Linked DNA regions of Mus musculus: region 2 is linked to region 1. The links are chromatin contacts, called in public HiCAR-type maps. All regions are on one chromosome and are shown on one strand. The core of a region is the stretch at or near the end of the contact, and the rest is flanking DNA. Distances in the headings are between cores, read along the strand shown.

Region 1 (5,707 bases), core at 2,239-4,738:
TACCTGAAATGTTATCCTCTCTAGTCATCTCACAGAGGCAGCCTCACAAAGTCCAGGGAGCTGTAGGAAAGGCCACCAGGCCAAGGCCACACCTTTCATTGGCCACATTAAGAACACCCTGGAAAATGAGACAATTAGAAAGAATCCTGAATCTGTATTTTGTAGAACACACAGTAAAGATTTCCTAAAACTTACTAAATAATTACATTTGTTCTCAGGCTATTAAGTGTACCATCGTGTTTATAGCATTTGTTGATACTGAACACTCTCTGTTAACTGCTTGTTAGGTGGACAGTCCAGGTTATCCATTTTTTGTTAAGTATGTAATGTCAAGTTCTTGTAAAAGAGCTTTCTCGTTGAGTGAGACATATTTTTTCTAAGGCATTCCAGTGTTCTGCTGTTGTTCTCTATTTCTTCTGTGAAGCTTTGGGAAACTGAAAATATATTGTTTCCTGGATCACCGTGCTGTTCTCTAAACAATAGTACTATACCTCCAGCTAGATTCCTTGGAGGATGAAGCAAGGGTAAGGCTGTCAAAGGCTTCCAAGGCATGCCTCTAATTGAGGTGTATTTTCCAGCTGAGAAACAATAGTCTCTGTGCTTAGATTCAAGATGTACCTGGGGCTACTCACAAGCTGTCACATTCAGTCCTCAGCTCAGACCTCGGGTAAAATACATGCATGTTCTAAAATGGTGGTTACTGTTATTCAATCCCTTTGGACAAAGGAATTGAAAGAAAGGGAGATAAGGAAAGAGAGAGAGAGAGAATATAATGACATCATTTATTTCAACAAAAATGCTCAAAGTTGTAACTGTAGATACACTCCAAAATTATACAGAAAATTAAATCACCTAACCAATACTCTGTGTGTGTGTGTGTGTGTGTGTGTGTGTGTGTGTGTGTGTGTGTGTGTGTGTGTGTGACATAGGAACTATATACATAGAGAAAACAGAAAAGGCTGCAGTAAACCATGCTTGAAGAAATATCACAGCTGTGGTTTAAGCAGAGACTCTATCAAAGAAAGATGAACGCACAGGGAATAGAAATTCAAGGTTATCTTTAGCTACTTAGGGAGTTCAAGACCTGCCCTGGGAAATGTGAGACTACACTAGTAAAAAATTTTCCTTCCTATTACATATGCAAAGAAATATAATAATGCATAGCCTGGAAAATGACAGATAAAACAATAGTAGCCAGACAGAATACATTTTCAAGTTCAAAATAAGATTTTTTCAAATTTAGCATAGTTTCTATAGCATGTAGTTATGCAGCTTAACAGAACAGAATGGTCCATATCTGTAATTTTCCATAGTTTAAGCAAAAACAGTTTTCCCACCATTCATCAATAAAGCTAGACTTTACCTCTTCAGTTAAAACAACCATGGTTTTAATATATTTCTCACTTAAACCATGGTTTTAATACATTTCTCACTTAAAATGGTCCTTGTTGGAGACCTGCTTTGCAAAGTAGAAGCCAGAGCTCCGAAAAAAAGAATCATTCTTTTAATGAACAAGAGCTCAAATTGTTTTCTGTCTCTGGCCCCTGGTCAACAATGCATGAGTTTTCAGTGGTGAGATAAACAGCATCACTCTTCAGATATAAGGAACTGGAGGTAAAAGTACAATAAAGACATGAAAACTCATTACTCTGTATCAGAAATAATGAAGTACAGTGGAAAGAAAGCACTAGATCTGAAAGCCTACCAAGGTCTAGAGAGAAACTAGACTGAATGTCGGGAAAGACCAGAATAGTTATGGAGTCAGTGCCCTGAGAGTAATGGGAGGCATGACTTGAGACCACAGTTGATGAGGAGTCTCACTGAAAAAACCAGCAGTGGTCATGAAGGAAGAGTGAGGTCATGTCTTCGTTAAGATTTCTAGTGCTGTAAAGAGACACCATGATCACGATAAGATATATATTTAATTGAGGCAGGCTTACAGGTCCAGAGGCTTAGTCCATCATTGTCATGGCAGGAAGCATGGCAGCACCCATGCAGATGCCAAGAGTTCTACATCTGGATCAGCAGGAAGAGAGCCTGACGTGGGTTTGTAAAACCTCAAAGCCCATCCCCAGTGACACTCTTCCTCCAACAAGGCCACAGCTCCCAGTGTGGTCACTCACTATGGTCCTATTGGGGGTCATTTTCATTCAAACCACCACAGGTCGTTTAGGATTTGAGGGAAAAGAAAGGGCATTAACCATTACATTTGAATGTACTAGGAATGCTAGCTAAATTTAATATTTGTTTTAAAATTGACGTGGGAGTAAAATTGCATTGCCATGTCTGGGGGTCGGAGGACAACTTGTAAGACCTGGTTCTCCTCCCTCCATGTGGATCCCAGGGGTGGAACTCAGACTATCAGGGTTGGCAGTCACCACCTTTACCCACTGAGCCATCCCATCAACTTGTTCATGAATCTTTAAATGTCACATTAAAAACCATGTCACAGGAAGAAAGAGGTGTGAGAGGGGAGAGAGAGACCAGTGCAAACAAAGGAAAGAATCTGTTGTTCTTCTGTTCGCTTTGTTTGGTTAGAGACTGTCTCATGAGGTCTCTGAGACTGGTGTTAGACACAAGGGCATACAGACCTGATTTTTTTGTGCATAGGTACGTGTGTGTGTGTGTGTGTGTGTGTGTGTGTGTGTGTGTGTACTGTATATGCAGAGTGTATAGAGACTGGTTGTGTTCCTTGGGTGTGCATGTGGATGCCAGAGCTCTGTGTTGGGTTTCTTCCTCTATACCACTATGCCTTATTGTCCTGAGACAGGGTTTCTCACAGAAACAGAAATGTGCAGTTTGAGCTAAGCTGGCTGGCCAGTGAACTTTTGGGATCCCATCTCCACCCACAGTGCTGGTGCTACAAGCACACTATAGACATAGGCCACTTTTATGAGTAGCTGGGGCCAGATCTGCATGTTTGAGCATGTGTGATTTTACCCATTGAGCACCTCCACAAAATCTCCAGGGAAATTCTTATTTTTTTAAAAAGGAGCTATATCCTTCTTTACAATTAAAATAGTAATTTCTGTATATATTTTTTTAAGCTCTCAAAATTTTAAGGTTTAACCTGTATGTCCATTAAACACAGACTGTATTTGAATCTGAAAGCAGACATAAGAAGCAATGACAGACTGAAATACTTTACTTTCCAGGAAGGTCTTCAAAACTGCTCCTTTCTTTTCATACATAGACCGAAAAGAGTGAAGGTGAAGCTGGCAGTGAGCAGACAGAAACACAGAAAGAAGTAAAAGACACACACACACTGCAGAGTCCCTCTCATTTGAATGGAATCAATGGAGCTTGGAGCTAGGAAATGACCCTATGGATATAACTAAGGTTGCTTTTCTCAAGAAACTTGGCAGCTTTAGAGCACTGGATCAAGTCCAAGTAACCTCATTAAAGATTCCCTGTGTATGCATGAGGGCTAGAAATAGAAGCAAGCTCAAAGAGAACCGAGAAAGCCTGTTTGCCTTTTAAGGTTTCTTGGGATTTCAGTGTGGCACTGTAGTAGAAGGTTCCATCCCTAATCTGACCTCAATTCTCCACATGTCAGAGACCCCCAGTTGTTCAGCAGCAGGATTAACAGCCAGTGAAAGGAAGAGAGGAAAGCTATGGATGAATGCTTGAGGGGTTGACCGACAGAAAGCCTGGAGCTCAGCGTGCAGTTCCCCAGTTTCCTGTCACCTGTGTGGTCACCTCACCCAGACAAGTGGGCAAACACTAAAGAAAACCAGAAACAATATGGGAATCTAAGCTTGGTTATATTAAACAAATTTACACTTATAAGAGAAAGCTGCGAAAAGACAGTTTTCTGTTGAATAACCCAAGACAACTGCTTTCTCTACCTTCCCTCTAAGTTCCAAAATGATTGAATCAAAATGTTTTAAATAAAACATGAGCGCTACAGTTTACTTTAAAAATGCTAATTAGTGGCACAGAATAGATTTTATTCATTAAGATATTAGAAGACTAAAGGCTGAAAATAAACTAGTTCTTCATCATTGGTGGCAGATTGTATTAGTCACTGCTTAATTTCTGAGGTCATAGTTTAAGGAATTAAACAGTTGAGCCTTCATTTGAGGAGGTAAGTTTGAATGATAAAAAGTTTTATTACTTATCAAATACTGTTGTAGTTGTTAAAGAAAACTTACTCATGAAACAAATAGTAGAAAATAGAGGAAGACAGAGGAGGAAAGGAAGGGAGGGAGGGGTGTGTGAGGAAAAGAATAGTGGATGTAAGAAAAAGGATGGATGAAAGGGGCTTCAGAGATGGCTCAGTGACAAGAACACTGGCTTCTCTTTCAGAGGACCTGGGCTTGATTCCCCATACACATATAGAGGTTCACAACCATTTCTAACTCTACTTCTAGTTCCAAGGAGCCTGATGCCCTCCTCTGGCACCTGGTATGCATGAGGTGCACAGACACACATGCAGACAAAATTCACAGTCACATAAAATTCAATTAAGAATAAAAAAAATTTACATTAGTCTACCAAAAGAACAAGTATTTTAGTTGGTTTTTAAGTAAAACAAAGTAAGTCAGTTTAAACAGATGATGGCAAGCTAGGTGTGGTAGCACACACCTTTAATTCTAGCTCTCCAGAGGCAGAGGCAGAGGCAGGCAGATGTCTGTGAGTCTGAGGCTAGCCTGGTCTAATTGGAGAGTTTTAGGCCAGGCTGGGTTACATAGCGAGACCTGGACTCAAAAACTAATTAAATAACTAAACGTATGAAATGGTGGACCAACGTGTGCTAGGCAAATATAATACAAGAAGAAAACTAAATTAGCAGTTATAATATTGATCAAATGAAAGATAGTAAATGTAAAGTCATTTGCCTAGTGAAAAATAACAATCCATTGAAATATTTTATAGTAAAGATATATAATATTAAAATTGTTTGAAATATAATAAAACAGTTACAGAAAGATAATGAAAACATTGGGCTTTAACACATCTCTCTCAAGCCAGACTAGCAAAACCCAAAGGAGGGAAAATTCTATCATTCTTGAGAGAAGAGTTTTATGTATGAAAATGTGGCAATATTATAAAATTCAAACTGTGCTATTTTCCACAGACTCCAAATATGTGTGAAGGAAAAACCTTTATTGGGTCATTGTACATATAGCCAAAAATGATGAAATATAGTCAAACAAATATATATATATATATATATATATATATATATATATATATATATATATATATCTTCATTCATAGGACAGGCTACAGTTGTTATAGAGGATTAGCTGTACCTATATAATATAAAACAACAGTAAATTTTAGTCATGTTTAATACAGAAAAGCAAATTACAATGCATGTGGTGCTGATGCATATTATCTGTATATGTGCATGTTCACACACATAATCTATAATTAATATCTAGATATCACATTTATTGTTAATTAACCTTCTCCACAGAAGCCTAAGGGGAAAATGGACTTCTTGCATATGTAATGAATGTACGTTTTTATCTCTAGCATACAAACAGGTGTTAAATCTAACAGGAAAAAGTCACATTCCCTAATAATAAAAGTCAGTCCAATCATCACTAGCTGAATCACCAAAGAAGACAAGCAAGCAAATAAATGGAACCTCAAAAGCTCAATAAATCATGATGCTTCCACTGAGCATATAGATGTTGAAGATGTTGAACATCTCTGTGGCAGGTTTTGCAAAGCATGAAGACCTATCAATAACTAT
Region 2 (5,707 bases), core at 2,038-4,537, 570 kb before region 1:
GAAACATCCAAGTATTTATGTAGCTATTTTAAAGACACATGTTCTATCTGGACTGCACCTGAATGGGGTGGGGGGAGGATTTGGTCACAGGGTAATCCGAATTCTATTGCGTCACTGGTGAGATCTAAGAATAACAGAACCAGGACAAATCTCTGTAGTCTACTTAGCATCCCTTTGAGGCTGACACCTCTTCTTTAAAACAGTCTCTCGAGTCCTGGCTCCTTACCTACAATAAAGAGTCAATTCTTATCTTCCAATAGTTATTAATAAAGACAAATGTATTTGAATAGTATTAGCAGCTTGGTACAAGTTAGGATTCCATATTTTCCATCTCCTCAATCCTGAAACCTTGTCCCTAAGATATAGAAGGCCATGTATCTAGCAGAGTAGTTTTTTATCTCATCTAAAAATTCCTGAGGAAGGAACTTTGCACCACAGATTTGGAGTTGTATGCTTTCAGGGGGGCGGGGGTGGGGGTGGGGAGCAAGGCTAACTTCTTAATTTAACACGTGTTCAAGGAGTGCCTCCTGACACCAGACTCTGAGCTGGCCTTATCTGTGCAAAACCTTCAAAACACTTCCAGATCAATGGTCAAGCACAGAGTACATATTAACCTCAGCAGCCTAAATAAAGCAGGTAAATTCCTGGAGGCAGCAATAAAAACAGTAACAGTGCTGAGGATGCCTCTGCTTAGGGGCGAATGGGAGCGTGTTTGCAAAGAGGTAGCTTTCTACTTTCTTGAGAATTGAAAGAGGAAAGAGGGACTGGAGAGATGCCCAAGTCGGGAGAACGGCACATTAGCCACTACAAGTTCTGCAAAAGAAACAATTTAATAACTGTGGACACAAATCACAGCTCTTACCTCAAAGGGAATAAAAGTTTGTTTTTGAGCCAGGTTTGAGTGACCATAGCTTGGGAACAGATTCAAGTTGTCCTGAATAACATATTCCAATGTGGCCATGGTACGCTTTCATAGCCACACAACAACAACAACAATAACAACAACAACAAAAAGGTCATGACATGGCATTTTCAGACCCATTGATGGGAATATCAAAGCAGGCAAAATACTGCTGACGAATTAGGTTCTATCCGATGGCATCTTAGCTTCGGATTTGGTGGAAGTCAGTGGTCTACTAATACAACTCCAAAGTTTTGTGTGATAGATGAGAGGGCACTAAGTCAGGACTGGTTGGTGACAAAGCTCACATGGTCCACAGCCATGTGGCATTTTAAACATAGATTTGCCTTTTTTTTTTTTTTCCTGAAAAGTTCAGCTCAGGCATGAGGATGTAGTTCAGTTGCTACAGTTTCAGTTTACAAAGTAAATAAGTAAATATTTAAAAAAAAACCACTATGACATATTTAGAAATGTTGAAAAGCCTCTGACAGGATTGAAGGTGCCAGACGTTGATGCCGGAAAGGTTGAGGCGTGACTCATGCTCAGCAAGATGGCATGTACAGATTCTAAAGGTGAGTTAGTAAACCAGGATTGTGGCAGAGCTAGAGGAAAAACTCGTTGTAGAAATATATCAGAAGGAATAAGTCTGGATGGAAGACTCCCAGCAGGTGTTAGAACAATCTGAGAGAACTATGATTATATATTATGAAGACTCCTCTCAAAAGTGATGCTAACTACACGGCTCTGGAGACTAGGCAGCCAGCATTCATGCCATAAGACTTGGGCAAGAACACACTAGGCAGAAACTCAGGACAAACGACAAAAGAAAAAAAAAAAAAGAAAAAGAAAAAGAAAGAAAAAGAAAGAAAGAGAAATGAGCAAAACCAGAAGAGACTGTCAAGACACACAGGGGGAGGAGCATGGAGGGAGGAGCTTCTCAGAGCAGAAGAGGAGACCAGACCAGTGTTCCTGCAGTGAAATGGTCACGTGGGCTGAAACGTGATAGCAAAGTCAGCCTTGGTGGTGCACACCTGGACAAACTGGGAGTGGAGGATATCAAGTTTCAGACCAGCCTGGGCTACATAGTGAGACCGTCTAAAAGAAAGAAAGAAAAAAACCACAACTTATCTGAATTTGGCAACAGTGTTAGATACTGAATATATTTTCAGCAAAAATGAGGGAAGCCAGCCTGGAGTGGATGAGAGAAAGGCAGAGATGCTGTAGGGAAATTTAGCAGAGAAGCAGAGAGGAGACATGGAGGAATATCTTAAGGGAAGAGAGTCAAGGACGAGTTGACAGAGTATATTTTTAGAATCAAAGGGCAAAGCTGGTGGAAAAAGAGACTTCTGAGGTTGTTGCAGCAAATTGACAGTGTTGGAGAGGAGGGGAGGAGGGCTGCTGACTTAGGAAGTATTGGGCTAGAGGAAAAGGGAGAGAGAACGAATTCTAGGCTCTGTGCCTGGCTCTCTCCTAGGATAGGAAACTTGGCTGAGAGAAACAGAAGCCCCATCAACAATTTAAAAACATGGTGAGAGTTTGGAGAATCAATTGTAGCAAGAGGTAAAACAAGCTGACAGGAGGGAAATTCAAGCTTTGTTGAGCGCTTTATAGAGAGCTCAGCCAAGATCCAGAGAACTTCCGGAAAGATCTGAACCCTTCTGACTCTTAAGAGACTTGGGCAGGTGACTCCTCTCTAACTCCCATTGTTTTCCCAAGCAAAGTGGACTGCATTTTATTCCAGTTCTAGTTAAGCTGGGTAACACAGAGACACAGAGGGCCTCCTGCGTGTTCACTATGCTATACTGAGTCTCAGGTGGGCCTGTGACTGATAGTGTCTGGAATATAAACTCTTAATGCTATTTAATCCAACTCTTTATATTACAGGTAAATACAAAAGGCTTCCTCATGCCTAGCTAAGTATGTCGGGGACAAAGAAAGAACTCAGGTCTGGTCCCCCATTCAGTGTCTTGGGTTTAAACAAGACTGCTTTTCTCCGATGACCTAATCAACGAATCCAGATGGACTTCCCTGTAACCATCCATCTTACCTTCTTTTGGTATAAATATGCCTGCTCTTTCTTCCTTTTTCTGGGCTGTTGTCTGTTCAACCAGTTTATTGAACTCAACCAAGGACGCTTTGAAATTGTTGATCTGCAGCGCGAGGTTGAACCGCTTCTCATCCTTGGCATCCATACAGACATAGGGAGTCTCTTATTTCTGCGCAGAAATAATACTGCAAACTTGCCAATGTGGAAATGCTTCTAGTTCTTATAATGTGTCTGCTGTTTCAACTTTTGCCCTAGGTCTCATTCCTCTGACTTTTATATCCCTGTTCTAGAGGAACAAGGAGTAAGAGTTGTTTCTAGCAGGTTAGCAGGAGGACAGCTGAGGCCTGCTGCATTTCATAGAGGCAGGGGTGTTAGTGAAGGGTCCTGACCTCATAATGTTAACATTGGCCATCATGGGGACTTCATTAGGTCACAGTGTCTCTGTAAGTCCCACAGCAGATTGGGATCCACCTCCTGCAGGGTGTGTGTATGTGTGTGTGTGTGTGTGTGTGTGTGTGTCTGCCTATTGAGAAAATGGAAGGGTAAAGGAAGGAATCCAGGCATTACTTTAATCGGAATGAATGTCTCTTCTCACTCCCAGCCTCCTGTCTCCCTCAAGGTACTACAGAGAGTAAAGTTTACATTTGTTCCCATAGCTCTCCTGGATATGGAAGATGAACCTGTGAGGATGAAAATATATTTTCATCTCCTGTCTTACTTGGCACCAATAAAGATATTTTTAGAAGTTGTGGAGAATGAAAGCCTTTCTTTCTTTCTTTCTCTCTTTCTTTCTTTCTTTCTTTCTTCCTTCCTTCTCTTTATGCACTTACTTTAGTTAAAATACTAAAAGGAGCCAAGGATAAGGAAGGTGTCCTTGAGAGGACATTTTTCGGGGGGAGCCAGTTGAAGGAGAAGAGGCCTTTCTGCTTGTTTTTTCCATTAAAATTAACGTCTGATTCCACTGAGTCCAAATGCTTACCTCTGATTCAAGTTCTCCAATCTCCAACTGTGTTTGTGTGCCCGCACATGTGCACACAAATGCTCCGCTGTGAATACGTTTGCACAAGGAAGCCTGAGGATGATACTGCCCATTTTCTTACACACGCTGTACTTTCATCTTTGATGTAGGATCTCTCCGGAACCTGAAGCTGTATTGACTGTATTAGGTGGCCAACAAGCCCTAAGCATCCATCTGCCTCTGCATCCTGAGCACCAGTATTCCAGTTGCCTAGCCCACTGTGCCTATCTTCTAACGTGCGTGCTGGGGAATCTCGATTCATGGCCTTATGTTTGTGCAACAAATACTTTATCAATGGAGATATGTCTCCAGCCCCCAGCCCTCCCCAGTGTTTTATAAAAGTCTATTCATCAACATGTTCATCAACAGTCAACTCATGGAAATGTGAGACAGATAGAGTCCCTATTCCTTGGTAGTGCATCTTTTAAACCATCTTGTGCAATCCTGAGTTCAGAATTGAAGCGAGTGGCATTAGGGGGCACTCCTGTTTTGAGTACCAGGTGTTCATCCTCTCACTATGAGCTATTAGGGGAGTAAATTCCTATAAACATCTTACTTAGAGAATCTCCTCACACTATTTATTCTTTATTCCTTTTCTCCCATCCAAATACTATTTGGCAACATCCTAGGAACTATCTTTCCTACAATCCTCATCCATGAATTCTTCTATTTCCTCATCCATCCATTCAGCGCATACTTATCAGACACCTACTTATGCTAGCAGGTACTTAGGTAGTAGTGATAGAATAGTGAGCGAATGGTGTGTTGAGCTTACAATCTAATGGTGAAAACAGGCACGTGCATGGTATTCCAGAAGGTGGTAAATGCTCTGAAGACTGAGTAAAGGTGTGTGCACTGGAGTGGGGTGTGTGTGTGTGTGTGTGTGTGTGTAATAAACAATTACTTAACAAAAAGATATTTGGCAGAATCCTGCAGGGGAGGTAACAAGTCATGAGGCTAAATGGTTAAAAGGTGTTCCAGCAAAGCATTGGCGTAGAGTCCTGACGTCAGCACGTGCTTGATACACACGAGAACCAGCCGCACACAGGTATGTGGACTGTCTTTAGGCTTTGCACAATCAAACTAAAAAGTAACAAGTTTTACAAAATAGTTAGAAATTGGAATGCTTTCAGGATTATTGGTGAGATTATTGGTGAGAGTGGGAAGACAGTACTTAAAAGTAGGTGTACGCTTGGAGGACCCGCACTCAGCATCAGGCAGCTCCCAACTGTTTGCAATTCCAGTTCTAGGGAACTCCAAGGCCCTCTGTAGTGAGAGTTTTGGTTTCCTTTACAAATCCAGTTCTGTTCATTGTTTCAACCCCAGGTGTGGGATGTAGGGGCTGCCGCAGATTATCCACAGCCGCTGACTATTTGCCTCGTGTATGCTCTGGCAAGATTGTGATTCTGCCAGCTTTGGAGAGTTTAATCCTGAGGACTCTGGAGAGGGTATAAATGCCAGAGCCCTGGGAGGAGAGGGGTGTCCGAGCACTCTAAAGGAGAGGACATGACAAGTCCTCCTGCTAGTTCCTGTGAGAAAAGAGATCAGAAGTTAGAGATATCCTGACTATTAAGATTGGACTTGCCCCCAAGGAGTTCAGTGCCCCTAATCAGCAGGAAGTGCTCTAAAGAGACATTGCTTCCTTCCCCCTTTATCCTTCTTTCTCTCCTACCTAGTGTTGGGGTGTTGGAAGGAGTAAGGGTTGCCAGGGAGGGAGAGGTATAAGAAACCAATGAAGTAG

What was found. HiCAR-type assays count read pairs that join an accessible place to other places.
Region 2: a contact with region 1 is called in a HiCAR-type map of astrocytes, with 2.8 times the contacts expected there. The contact joins the promoter of Wdr64 here to the enhancer-like site in region 1. A contact is called at or near these places in 2 of 39 promoter capture datasets (both in liver) and 4 of 115 datasets of contacts at active chromatin or transcription factors (astrocytes, embryonic forebrain, embryonic hindbrain and 1 more).

The regions. Positions count from the first base shown.
Region 1 is chr1:175,126,477-175,132,183 of GRCm38.p6, reverse strand. All of the region lies in intron 6 of Rgs7 (regulator of G protein signaling 7), which reads left to right. Among named protein-coding and RNA genes, the nearest start is that of Grem2, 210 kb to the right of the region's middle. Within about 2 kb of position 3,488, at least 37 of the 459 cell types and tissues checked have an H3K27ac peak or open chromatin away from gene starts, as enhancers often do. A contact at or near this core is called in astrocytes and forebrain, where this site is marked.
Region 2 is chr1:175,696,173-175,701,879 of GRCm38.p6, reverse strand. Wdr64 (WD repeat domain 64) reads right to left here and starts at 3,287. Exons shown (of 28, transcript NM_029453.2): 1 at 2,949-3,287. The coding sequence starts at 3,093. Gm39707 (a long non-coding RNA gene) reads right to left here. Exons shown (of 3, transcript XR_865748.2): 3 at 5,222-5,495.